2 separate regions of the Sus scrofa genome follow, and region 2 is linked to region 1. A link is a contact called in public HiChIP or PLAC-seq data. All regions are on one chromosome and are shown on one strand. The core of a region is the stretch at or near the end of the contact, and the rest is flanking DNA. Distances in the headings are between cores, read along the strand shown.

Region 1 (5,245 bases), core at 699-3,198:
TGGTGTTACTGCTGTGGCTCAGGTCGCTGTTGTGGCATGGGTTCATCCCTGGCCTGGGAACTCTGACATGCCTTGGGCCTGGCCAAAAAGACCCCTAAACCCCAGTAGAGTCAAATGTATTATTTGGGTATCAAATTTCCCTTTCTACATATATTCAGAGTTGCATAATTTTATACTTATTAAATAATGGTTTAAAATAATAATTACCAAAATCTTTAAATAATCCCAGTTCTGGATTAAATCATGGTAATATTAATATTTTTTAAAATTCCCAATTTATTTGTTCATCAGTAAAATATAATATTTGACAATGACCCCAGAGATTAAGTTCTCTGTGTGTAGGAAGACGATAATCTCATTACACCTGCTATCACGTCACTCAGCTGCTATTATATCACAATTTTTTCCCCATACTGATGTTTCCACTTGAACAACATACTACAAGTAGTTGTTATTATGTACTGAACTCATTCCTGAAACAAGGAACCATCTTTACATTAGTATTTTGTTGTTACGGTGTTTAGTCATGATATCATTAAGCACAATGAATTTTACTTAATGAATAATGATGAATTAAGGCAAAAGGACATTACCTGGTCCCCTTAAAAACTTATCCTCTATCTTTTAAAAAACTGTTGTTGAGGCTATACAAATTGCAGATCTGCTGGCTAGAAAGACACCATTAGTCCCTTGGTGTTCACAGCATGTTCTTTTGACCTACCAGCATGATCATTCCTCAGCAGGACCCACCATTCTGATTTTCAAATGATACTGTTCACGTGCTAGGCCTCTTGGCTGTACATATGTAGATTATTTCTCTTGATTAAAAATATTCAGTAATTCGGCAATAATCTACTCAGCCTTTTTGCCCTCGCCATTGAATAATTTTTCATTTTTACAACCATTTCCTGCATGGTTGCTGAACTTTTCTTCTGTCATCTTCTTCACATAATCAAGTGGTCCATTCCCTTCAAAGGAGGAGGGGTTTTTGAATGAGCCTCCAATTCTGTCCCACAACGTGAAGTACTGTCCATAGTTATAGTCAAAGAGCATATGGTGGTCTGTATGATGGGCTGAGCCATTAATAAATGGCCTTAAGCTCTGGGGAACACGGAAGTCACCGTCATGAATGGAAATTGTCCAGATATTGACCAAAATGTACAAACCTAAATAAACTACCTTGTGTAGGGGAAAAACGAAAGGGTATATGTGGTAAGGGAGACTCTGAAGGAAGCCATCCAGAGGGTGAAAAGCATGACTTGCAAATGGAGTAGGGATCTTCCAGATGTGATGAGGTTTGTGTAAGCGCTAGAGAAGAAAAGGACACCAAGTTAATGTCGCAGACTTTCCCCCGAGACACACTCCACTGCACTTTTCCTGCTCATGTTGTGGGAAACGACCTGGCTACACATCTCTTTGAATGTAGCAAATTACTTTATAAAATGCCCCTCTTCTTTATCTCCAAACAGCAAAATTTTAACTCAGCCCCTCCAGACCCATAAAGAAGGACACACACAAAATGTACCTTGTACCTGTCATGACTATGGCTACTTGAGTATTTAATAATACCTCTTATAATAGAAATGATGATGATAACAACAGTAATAGTAGTAGTAGTACCTGAAATGAGTATTTTCTGTCTTTCCCCTACAAATGACTCTACCTTATATAAAAGTCTATGATGAAGGCCTCTGTGAATCCAGTAGATCAGCATGTCAGTGAAAAAGAGAAAGGACAATACACTAGCAAGGAGTCGAAACCAGCCTACAAGAGACAACAGGATATGGCACAATCAAGATTTGGCTCCCAGGATCAGCGTTTACTTTTTATATGTCCATCTAAGGAGACAAAATATGATCCCAGACCCAAACACTGTAAACTATCTGCTTTGGTTAATCCAGTATGTTACAATCTCCACCTCCCTTGGCTCCCTGGGCTCTGCTTACTTCCCTCTCATAAAAAATTGAAGGGACCCACCCAAAATATTTCTTAATTAAACTATGAAGTTATTTATGGGGAGTTCCCATCATGACTCAGCGGAAACGAATCTGACTAGTATCCATGAGGATGCAGGTTCGATCCTTGGCCTTGCTCAGTGGGTTAAGGATCTGGTGTTGCCCTGAGCTGTGTAGATGTGCCTCGGATCTGTCGTTGCTGTGACTGTGGTGTAGGTCTACAGTTCTGATTCGACCTCTAGCCTGGGAACCTCCATATGCCTTGGGTAGGGCCCTAAAAAAAAAGAAAAGACAAGCTATTTACGAAACAGAAAAAGTATACTCCTGTGGCATCTTTATGATTGAAATGTTTGAGAATAATGCTCTTTATTTTTCCTTCACATTAATCTTCATAAAACATATCTTTAGGAGTTCCTGTCATGGCTCAGTGGTTAATGAATCCGACTAGGAACCATGAGGTTGTGGGTTCGATCCCTGGCTTTGCTCAGTGGGTTGAGGATCCGGTGTTGCCATGAGCTGTGGTGTAGGTCACAGACATGGCTCAGATCCCGGGTTGCTGTGGCTCTGGCGTAGGCTGGCAACTACAGCTCTGATGAGACCTCCTAGCCTGGGAACCTCCATATGCCACAGGAGTGGCCGAAGAAATGGCAAAAAGACAAAAAAACAAAAAAAACAAACAAAAAAAACCCCCCAAAAAACCCATATCTTTACATATTACCTCCCCTGCTTTGAGTTTTATTTTCCATGAAACACCTTAAGCCCAGCATTTACTCCATAACCCAACCTGTTCTGATCTTCCCAACCTCATCTGTTCATGAACTAACCAGGCTGGATCACTCAATGTCCTCCCAATATCTTCAAAGCCTTACGTCTATACCTTTACTCGTATCTAGAATGCCCTCGTTCCTTTCATTTTTATTCATAATTTGACCCACTTTTCAAGGTTGAGTCAATTCATCACCCTGGTATATAATTTTTATTCCCTCCTTTAAATAACTAACCTCTTACTGAGAGAGCATGGGTGCTGACGCCAGCAAGCTTGGGTTCCAGGCTCAGATCTACCACTTATTTGTTAAGTGAGCATGGCGAGTTACTGAAGCTCTCTGTACACTTAAGTTACTCACCTATGAATGGAGCAGAACAGTAGTACCTACCTCAGAGAATTAATGTAGAATAAAACTGATTGATACATGTGAAAAACTTAGAACTGGAGCTGGTACATATTAACACTCAATAAATGTTAACTATTATTCTTACTTCCTAATACTAGATACCTGAAATGTATCTGGATGAAATAACTCCAGAATTTCACAAAAATTAGTTTAGTCATTGCAGTACTATTTGTAGCAGAAAAATGAGGAAAAATCTAAAGGTCTGAAAATGGTGGATCATTTAAATAAACTATAGATAGGAGTTCCCACTGTGGCTCGGTGGTTAACAAATTCGACTAGGAACCATGAGGTTGTGGGTTCAATCCCTAGCCTTGTTCAGTGAGTCAAGGATCTGGTGTTGCCGTGAGCTGTGGTGTAGGTCGCAGACGAGGCTCAGATCCCACATTGCTGTGGCTGTGGCGTAGGCCGGTGACTACAGCTCCAATTCGACCCCTAGCCTGGGAACCTCCATATGCCTCGGGAGAGGCCCTAGAAAAGGCAAAAAAGACAAAAAAACAAAAACAAAAACAAACAAACAAATAAAACTATGGATATCTATACTAAGTGATCCTATACAATGTCAGTATTTGCTGACATGAAAATATTGGCATATACACTGCTAAGAGGAAAAAAGAATCAGAGTCCAAACCAGCATGCATAGTAGTGTTTCATTTTTTGTTATATAAATAATGAAGTACACAGGCAGAGAAAAATGGAAGGAGATACACCAAACAAGTTAAGAGTTTCTAGGTAGCAGGATGATGGATTTTTTAAAATCTGTGTCTGCCAATTTTCTATAAATATCATGTACTACTTGATAATTTTTTTTCATGTTTGAATTCAATGAAGATAACAGGAAACAAATTCAAGGGTCTGGCTCTGATTATATCAATCTTCCCCAAGCATAATTTCATCCACAACAAAAGACTGTAAAATTGACAAATGAAATGAAAGAAATGCACATGTGTCAAGACATGAATGTGTAAAAGCAGAACACTGAAAACAACTGAACAGTTCCTAGTTATTTCCAAAGGAAAAAAAAGGCAAATTTGGTTTCTGTAGAGAAACCAACCTGTGCCTGACATTTATATAACGTACTCACCGAATGGAAACTCTCCTACGCCATCATATAATCTGCTGTAACCTCTCACTTCTAGCAGAAACAGTGAAACGGTGGGAAGGCTTATCCATGGCATTGATTTGACAGAATGCATAATCTCGCGATAGACTTGATTCTGAAAATGAAGTTTCCTACACTTACCAATCACAAAATATAGGTTAAACAAAACTAGCATAAAATTGTTCTGGATTGGATTTAAAAAATGTCTTTTATATGAAGGAGCTTACCTCCAAATTGCTTCTACTGAAATATTAATATGTGGGCAAGGGTGTGTAAGAAAAACATTCCTTCGTCCTAAGCAAATGCAACAAATTTTTTAAATTCTGAAACTTCTTTTCCTTCCCATAAAATCTCTATTCCAAATTTCTATTTACAGAATAATCATTTCTTTCATAGTTTAGTTCCATCCCCAACCCGCTCCATTTTTTTTTTCAGTCCTTACAGTGACTGACAAATACATGTAATTGAATTAGCAAAGTGACTGTTAACAAGTCTACATCTACAGAGTTTGGACTACTGGGTCAAAAAATAAATACATAGTAAAAGCATGTTTCAGTTTGTGAAAGTCAAATATTAAAACAATTATACAAATGTATACATTTGTTTCTTCATCACTATTAGCAAATAAATTCTTGCCTATGTATCTACCAAGACCCAAGACTAGGTTTAAAGTTAAAAAGAAAAATAGTTTATTGTTTAAATTAAAGAAAGATGAGAAGGGATTAGCCCTTCCAAAAACATGTAACCACCTGGGGCTGGTTTCAGAAACACTAACAGTTTATAACTAGTTTAATCTGAAAATATCACAAATACATCATATTGTTATTTTTATTGTAAAAGAAGTTAAAAAATAGATTAAGAAGATAACTTACCTTTAAAAACTGTGGGTGTTTCATTAATGAATGATCATAGACAAAATAATAACTCAGTGTTGCAAAGAAGAAATACAGGTTATAAGCACCAAGATTTGTTATAATCAGGAGACTGATAGTTTGTCGGAAGATGTCATCCTCTGGCCA
Region 2 (5,763 bases), core at 2,520-5,019, 150 kb before region 1:
GATGAGATTATGGTTTTAATTTCACTTAAGAATCTACAACCTCTCTCCAAAGAAAATAACAAAAAGGTCAGAAACAACTGTCCTCTATAAAAAGAAGTCCACTGGAGCCTGAAGATACTCAGCTGTAAATCCCCTCTCTGCTCCACCCTTCTTTACTGTCCTTAATTATTGCCTATTCATAGAAGCAATATGAACTCAAAGACATTCCTCTTCCAACTGAAGACTGAACGATTCACAGACAGGATCTACATCTTACGGGGCTATTACACCTAGTGAGGACTCAAACTACATGTAAAAGTCAAAAGACAAGTGGCAAGCTGGGAAATATAAATATGAACACAGATACAGGCTGTCTCATACCACAAAGGACTAATCTCAAATATATAAAGAGCTCCAGGAAATCAATAATAAAAAGACTAACATTCCAACAGAAAAAGGGCAAAGAGCATGGACAGACATGTCCCCCCCCAAAAAAATGACCCTTAAGTAGGTTAAAAGATGTTCTCATTCCTAATAAGAAAAATGCAAATTAAAACTATACTGAGATACTATTTATCTAACAGATTAGCTCTGGAAAAAGGTACAATTCCAATGTTGAGAATGAGTGCAAAAGTTGGCACTTTCTACATAGAATCTGCCAAAGTTATCATTTCAATGCTTCATTCACTGGGGATGTATCAATACAAAACTAACAAAAGACTGTGCCCTTATGGAGCTTTAATTCTATTAAAGAGAGAAAGACAAATAACCACAATAAGAGTATATCAGGGATACCTGCTGTGGCTCGGCAGGTTAAGAATCTGACAGTGTCCATGAGGATGCAGGTTCAATCCCTGGCCTCCATCAGTGGGTTAAGGATCTGGTGTTGCCACAAGCTGTGGCAATGGTCACAAGCTGCAGCTCAGATCTGGTGTTACTGTGGCTGTGGTATAGGCTGGCAGCTGCAGCTACAATTTGACCCCTACCCTGGGAACCTCCATACGCTGCAGGTGTGGCTGTAAAAAGGAAAAAAAAGAGTATATTAGGATGTGATAGGTGCTATGCAAAAAAAAAAAAAAAAAAATATATCAAACTACAGAGGATTGGAAATGACAGGGGAAGAGTTGCAATTTTAATAGGTTCCTTAGGATAGGGCTCATTTAGGTGTTATTTGAGCAGACTTGAGGGAGGTAAAGGAGAAAGCCCTAAGTATGTCTTTAGTAAAAGCATTCTAGGCAGAGAAAATAACAAGTGCAAAAGCCCTGTGATAGGAATGTAGCTGGCACTTAATCTGAGAACAATGATGATGCACACTGAAGCGTTCAAAGAAGAACATGATCTGACCTGTTTTTAACAGGATCAAAATGGCCATGTTCTGAGAACCACTGGAAGAAGGACAAGAGCAGAAGCAGAAAGACCAGGTGGATGACTAATGAGTGGCAACAGTGGTTGGAGTTAAGCAGAAGCTGAGTAGAGGCTGCTGGATATATACTGAAGGTAGAGCCAACAGGATTTCCTGATAGGCTGGATGGGAAGCATGACACAAACATGGAATCAGTGATGACTCAGAGGTTCTGACCTGAGCAACCAGAAAGGGAAACGGGGTCGAGCTGATTCAGGGCGGTGAAGGTCAAGAGGTGTCAAGTCTGGTAGGTGTGCATGGGGTGACTGACTCACTGACTCGCCGCGTCTACTCCTGGAAATCCGTCCTACACATTCATCAGCGTACGTACAATTCACATATTCAAGACTATATACCTCATCCCTGTAACAGTAAAAGCTCAGAAGCAACTATGACCAGAAACAACTGTACTTCTTAAAGGGTAGCTCTGCTGATTTCACTTTCCTTCTCAAAACCCTACAATGGCTCCCCACTGCCCTCAGAATTCAGCCCATATTCCTTTATCGAGCACTGCAGATTCTGATACCAATATCCCTTTCCAAACCTCACCCACTACACTGTCCAAAAATAAGACTCAGTGTTCTCTACCCAAGGACCACTGTGTCTCATCTCCGCTTCTGGCCATTCTGTTCCCATCTAGAATTCCCACCCTGCACACCTGCACGCAGCCACATCCTACCTGTCATGCACATCCTGGATCAACGGTCACCTCCTCAGTGGAGCTTCCCATGATCCTCCTATCTGAAAGGTGTAGCTCCCTCCTCTGACTTCTGTGCTTTTCTTTCTTTCTTTCTTTTTCTTTCTTTCCGCCACACTCACAGAATGTGGAAATTCCCAGGCCAGGGATTAAACCAGAGCCACTGCAGCAGATAACACCAGATCCCTAACCCACTATGCCACAAGGGAACTCTTGTGCTTTCTTCTTTCTTTTTTATGGCCATATTCTCAGCATATGGTAGTTCCAGGGACTGAATCCAAGCCACAGCTGCAGCAACACTGGATTCTTTAAACAACTGTGCTGGGCCAGGGATCAAACCCACACCTCCGCAGTGACCCAAGACACTGCAGTTGGTTTCTTAACCCACCACACCACAGCAGGAACTCCCTATGCTTCTTTCAGGTGTGTTATATGCATAAAATGTCTTTTTTTAATCTCCTATAACTGCAATCGCCTTAATAACTGTATCCGTCAATTATCCAACTTCTTATACTCTGAAGAACCCAGCATGCTTTATATTAAGCAGACATTCAAAAAAACACGTTATAAATGAACAAATGAATGATTTGTTTTTGCTTTTTCCTTTTTAGGGCCACACTCGTGGCTAGAGGTCAAAATGGAGCTACAGATGCCAGCCTACACCACAGCTGCACCAAATCACAGCTGCATCTGCGATCTACACCACAGCCCACACCAACGCCGGATTCCCTAACCCACTGAGCGAAGCCAGGGATTGAACCCACATCCTCATGGGTACTGCTGGATTGGTTTCCACTGAGCCACAATGGGAACACCACAAATGAATGAACTTCAGAGAAAGATCCTCACTTTTTATATGGCTCCAAAAATGAAGTTCTTTTAGAAAGTCTAATATATACAAGAGCTGCAAGATTGCCCTGGGTTCCCTGATATACTAAAAAAAAAAAAAAAAAAAAAAAAAAAATCACTCCTCTCACAAGTAACCTTCCTTTCTCATCCCCCCTGGTGAGTCTACTATCCCTACAGCTCCAATTCCAGGTCTGGAATGTGTATTTCCTGAACCAGCTGCTTCACATTTCAGCTGAGGGCAGGTTTGCCCTCCATGCAGGAGCTAGAACTGATGCAAGGAAATTATGTAACTCGTTTCTTAGATGGCACGACTTACCAAGAAAAGGATTTCACATGTTCCTGAATCATGATCCAGGTCTGGCCAAAATCATCTGACTTCCATAGCTGCAAAGACCAAAGAGAGAAGTGGTCACGATGCCAGAGATATGACGTAAGATGCCCAAACGGCATCGCCAGCCAACATCCACAGAAACCCCACCCTGATGATAGGCCGCCTATAAAGACAGGCATTCAGATCATGTAGGCCAGCTTGGTTATCCCAAGGTAGGGTTGGGGAAGGTAGGACAGATCACCTGTGCCGCCTTCTCCAAGTTACCAAGTTCTCCACAGCAACAGAAAGGAAAAATGATTGTGACTTGACTTATAAATTACCAGAAACCGGCCCTCAGACGATGGTTAAAACAAAAGGATTAGACTCGGTACTTCTTGCCTGGGAAACAGTATCCTTAAAAAAAGAGAGAGAAAATGGAGTTCCCGCCATGGCACAACAGAATTGGCAGTGTCTCTGAAGGACTGGAACACAAGTTCCATCCCTGGCTCAGCACAGTGGGTTAAAGATCCACCCCTGCTGCAGCAGCTGTGGTGTAGGTTGCAACTATGACTCAGATCTGATCCCTGGCCCGGGAACTCCATATGCTGCAGGGTGGCCAAAAAAGAGAAAGAAAGAAAAAAAAAAAAAAAAAAAAAAAAAAACCATCATGGGCCACGATGATCAAAGCTGAATGGAGAGGACTCTGGCTAAACACAGGCTCAAAAGAGCACCAAAGGGAATCCACTGAATACACAAGGTGTGGCTGACCTGCCGATCTTTGACAAAGCCCCTCAACTTTCAGACACAAAACCTGCAGGTTCTTGCGACCATAGGGACCAGGGAGTAAGAAACAGGAGACCAAAAATAACACTAATCCACCTACACCGGTAAACCAGTAAACCGACCCAGCCCATACTTAGGTTACTCCCTAAGGCAAGCGAAGATAAACAGATCATGTTTTGATCAAACAACCTGCAAAGCAAAAGAAACTTCCGAGGTTCCTCTGGGCAAAGCTGTTTGAAACTCATCACAAACCCAACAGGATCGACAGGTTTCACGGGATTACGCCAGATCAATACTCTTGACTTGGCAAAAGTTTCACCCTTGAGATAAACATCTTACTCAGGCTTTCTGCCCATCCATCACCTTTCCTTCGCATCCAGGTTACACGAAGAAAACACACATTTGTATTACATGCACATGCGCGCGCACACATGCACAAGACTTAAAATTAATGGTACTTTCAAATAAATGGTAAGCAAAGGCAGTCTGTTTAGAGTGGAGGGTGGGAAGGGTAGAAATTTGACAAGCGGTCTCAGCGGAGCTCAGATGCCAGCCTTCTCTACCCAGCTCTCGGGTTCAATTCCAGAGCCCCGATGACCCCCAGGACTAACAAAGGTGCACCTGCACCGCAAGGGCCTGATGTGTAACTAACAGGGCCTGCCAAGGCCTAGGTGTTGCTTCCTGGCTGGGATGAAGACCAAGCATGCCAGGGGGAGATGTTCGTCCTCAGCCACGGGAAGCGCAACAATAGCTCCAAAGAAGAGAAGGAGGAGGGGCCAGGGGAGGTCACAGGAAGGCCAGGCAGGCCACACTCGAGGAGCCCCGCCTCTTCCGTGTTCCAGAAGCTCTCTTACCTGCTTGTTGGGGTGAGACCTGTCAAAGCCCAGGAGGAGGTTGGAGGCCTTACTATGCAGGAGGAGGTCGGCTGCCCGGAATGGGATGGAGAAGCCTTGGATGGTGTTGCAGAAGTCAAACGTGGTCCAGAGGTACTGGGCATAAGCGTCTGCAAAGATGTACTGCAAGGGAAAGGAGGCGCGCTCAGAGCAGGGCCTGGCTGGACCCCCCAACACCCCGACCCCGACAGTGTTTGGCCACACCCACGTGCAGGGGCCAGGGACCAGCCAGCAGACTCATGGCTTTCCTGCCATCTCTCCAGCAACAAAGAGATGCTGGTGGCACCACCCAAGGCCTGGCTCGGGGCTGGGTGCAGACAGGCTGGGGTGAAGCCCGATGGTGCTCCTGTCTGACCAGGCGATGAAGCTGGTCAAGACTTTCTATTTTTTCCTTCACTCGCCTCGCCTTTCTCACTCCCCAGGGGCTCCCGGGGTCTGAAGCAGAAGGTGGCTGCAGGAGGCTGGACAGAGAAGGCCGGCTGCACACGGGCGGGCCTGCTGCACTCTCCCCCGCCTTCCCAGGAAGGCTGACGACCTCACGCCCACCCGGAAAGCTGACTTCTCCTTCCTGCTGCTCTGCCAGGTGAATGGGCAGCTCTGAGGACCCAGCTGCCCCTGGGGCTGGCAGACACAGTCTGGGGCACCCCAGGCCGGCAGGTGCCTCACCTTCACTTCCACACAGGTGAGTGACCCTGAACCAGTCTGGCCAGGGAGTGACTGCTGGCCTGAAGAGTCCTCAAGGGGAAAGGAAAGAAGCGATTCAAGTTAACAAATGTGCACAGAATGGTCACCCTGGACCAGATGCGGGGGGCGGGGCCCAGAGAAAACACAGGAGCCTTCCTCTCAGGCA

What was found. HiChIP or PLAC-seq counts read pairs in DNA pulled down with a chosen protein or histone mark.
Region 2: a contact with region 1 is called in an H3K27ac HiChIP or PLAC-seq map of alveolar macrophages. The contact joins two enhancer-like sites.

The regions. Positions count from the first base shown.
Region 1 is chr9:48,366,819-48,372,063 of Sscrofa11.1, reverse strand. SC5D (lathosterol oxidase) reads right to left here. Exons shown (of 5, transcript XM_003129944.4): 2 at 5,099-5,245; 3 at 4,209-4,341; 4 at 1,664-1,764; 5 at 1-1,308. The coding sequence ends at 853. It overlaps LOC106504896 (a long non-coding RNA gene), which reads left to right. Exons shown (of 4, transcript XR_002335693.1): 4 at 1-1,157. Among named protein-coding and RNA genes, the nearest start is that of SC5D, 12 kb to the right of the region's middle. Within about 2 kb of position 1,948, at least 2 of the 83 cell types and tissues checked have an H3K27ac peak or open chromatin away from gene starts, as enhancers often do. A contact at or near this core is called in alveolar macrophages, where this site is marked.
Region 2 is chr9:48,516,442-48,522,204 of Sscrofa11.1, reverse strand. It overlaps SORL1 (sortilin-related receptor), which reads right to left. Exons shown (of 50, transcript XM_021063014.1): 5 at 4,875-5,036; 6 at 3,244-3,311. Among named protein-coding and RNA genes, the nearest start is that of SORL1, 84 kb to the right of the region's middle. Within about 2 kb of position 3,769, at least 2 of the 83 cell types and tissues checked have an H3K27ac peak or open chromatin away from gene starts, as enhancers often do. A contact at or near this core is called in alveolar macrophages, where this site is marked.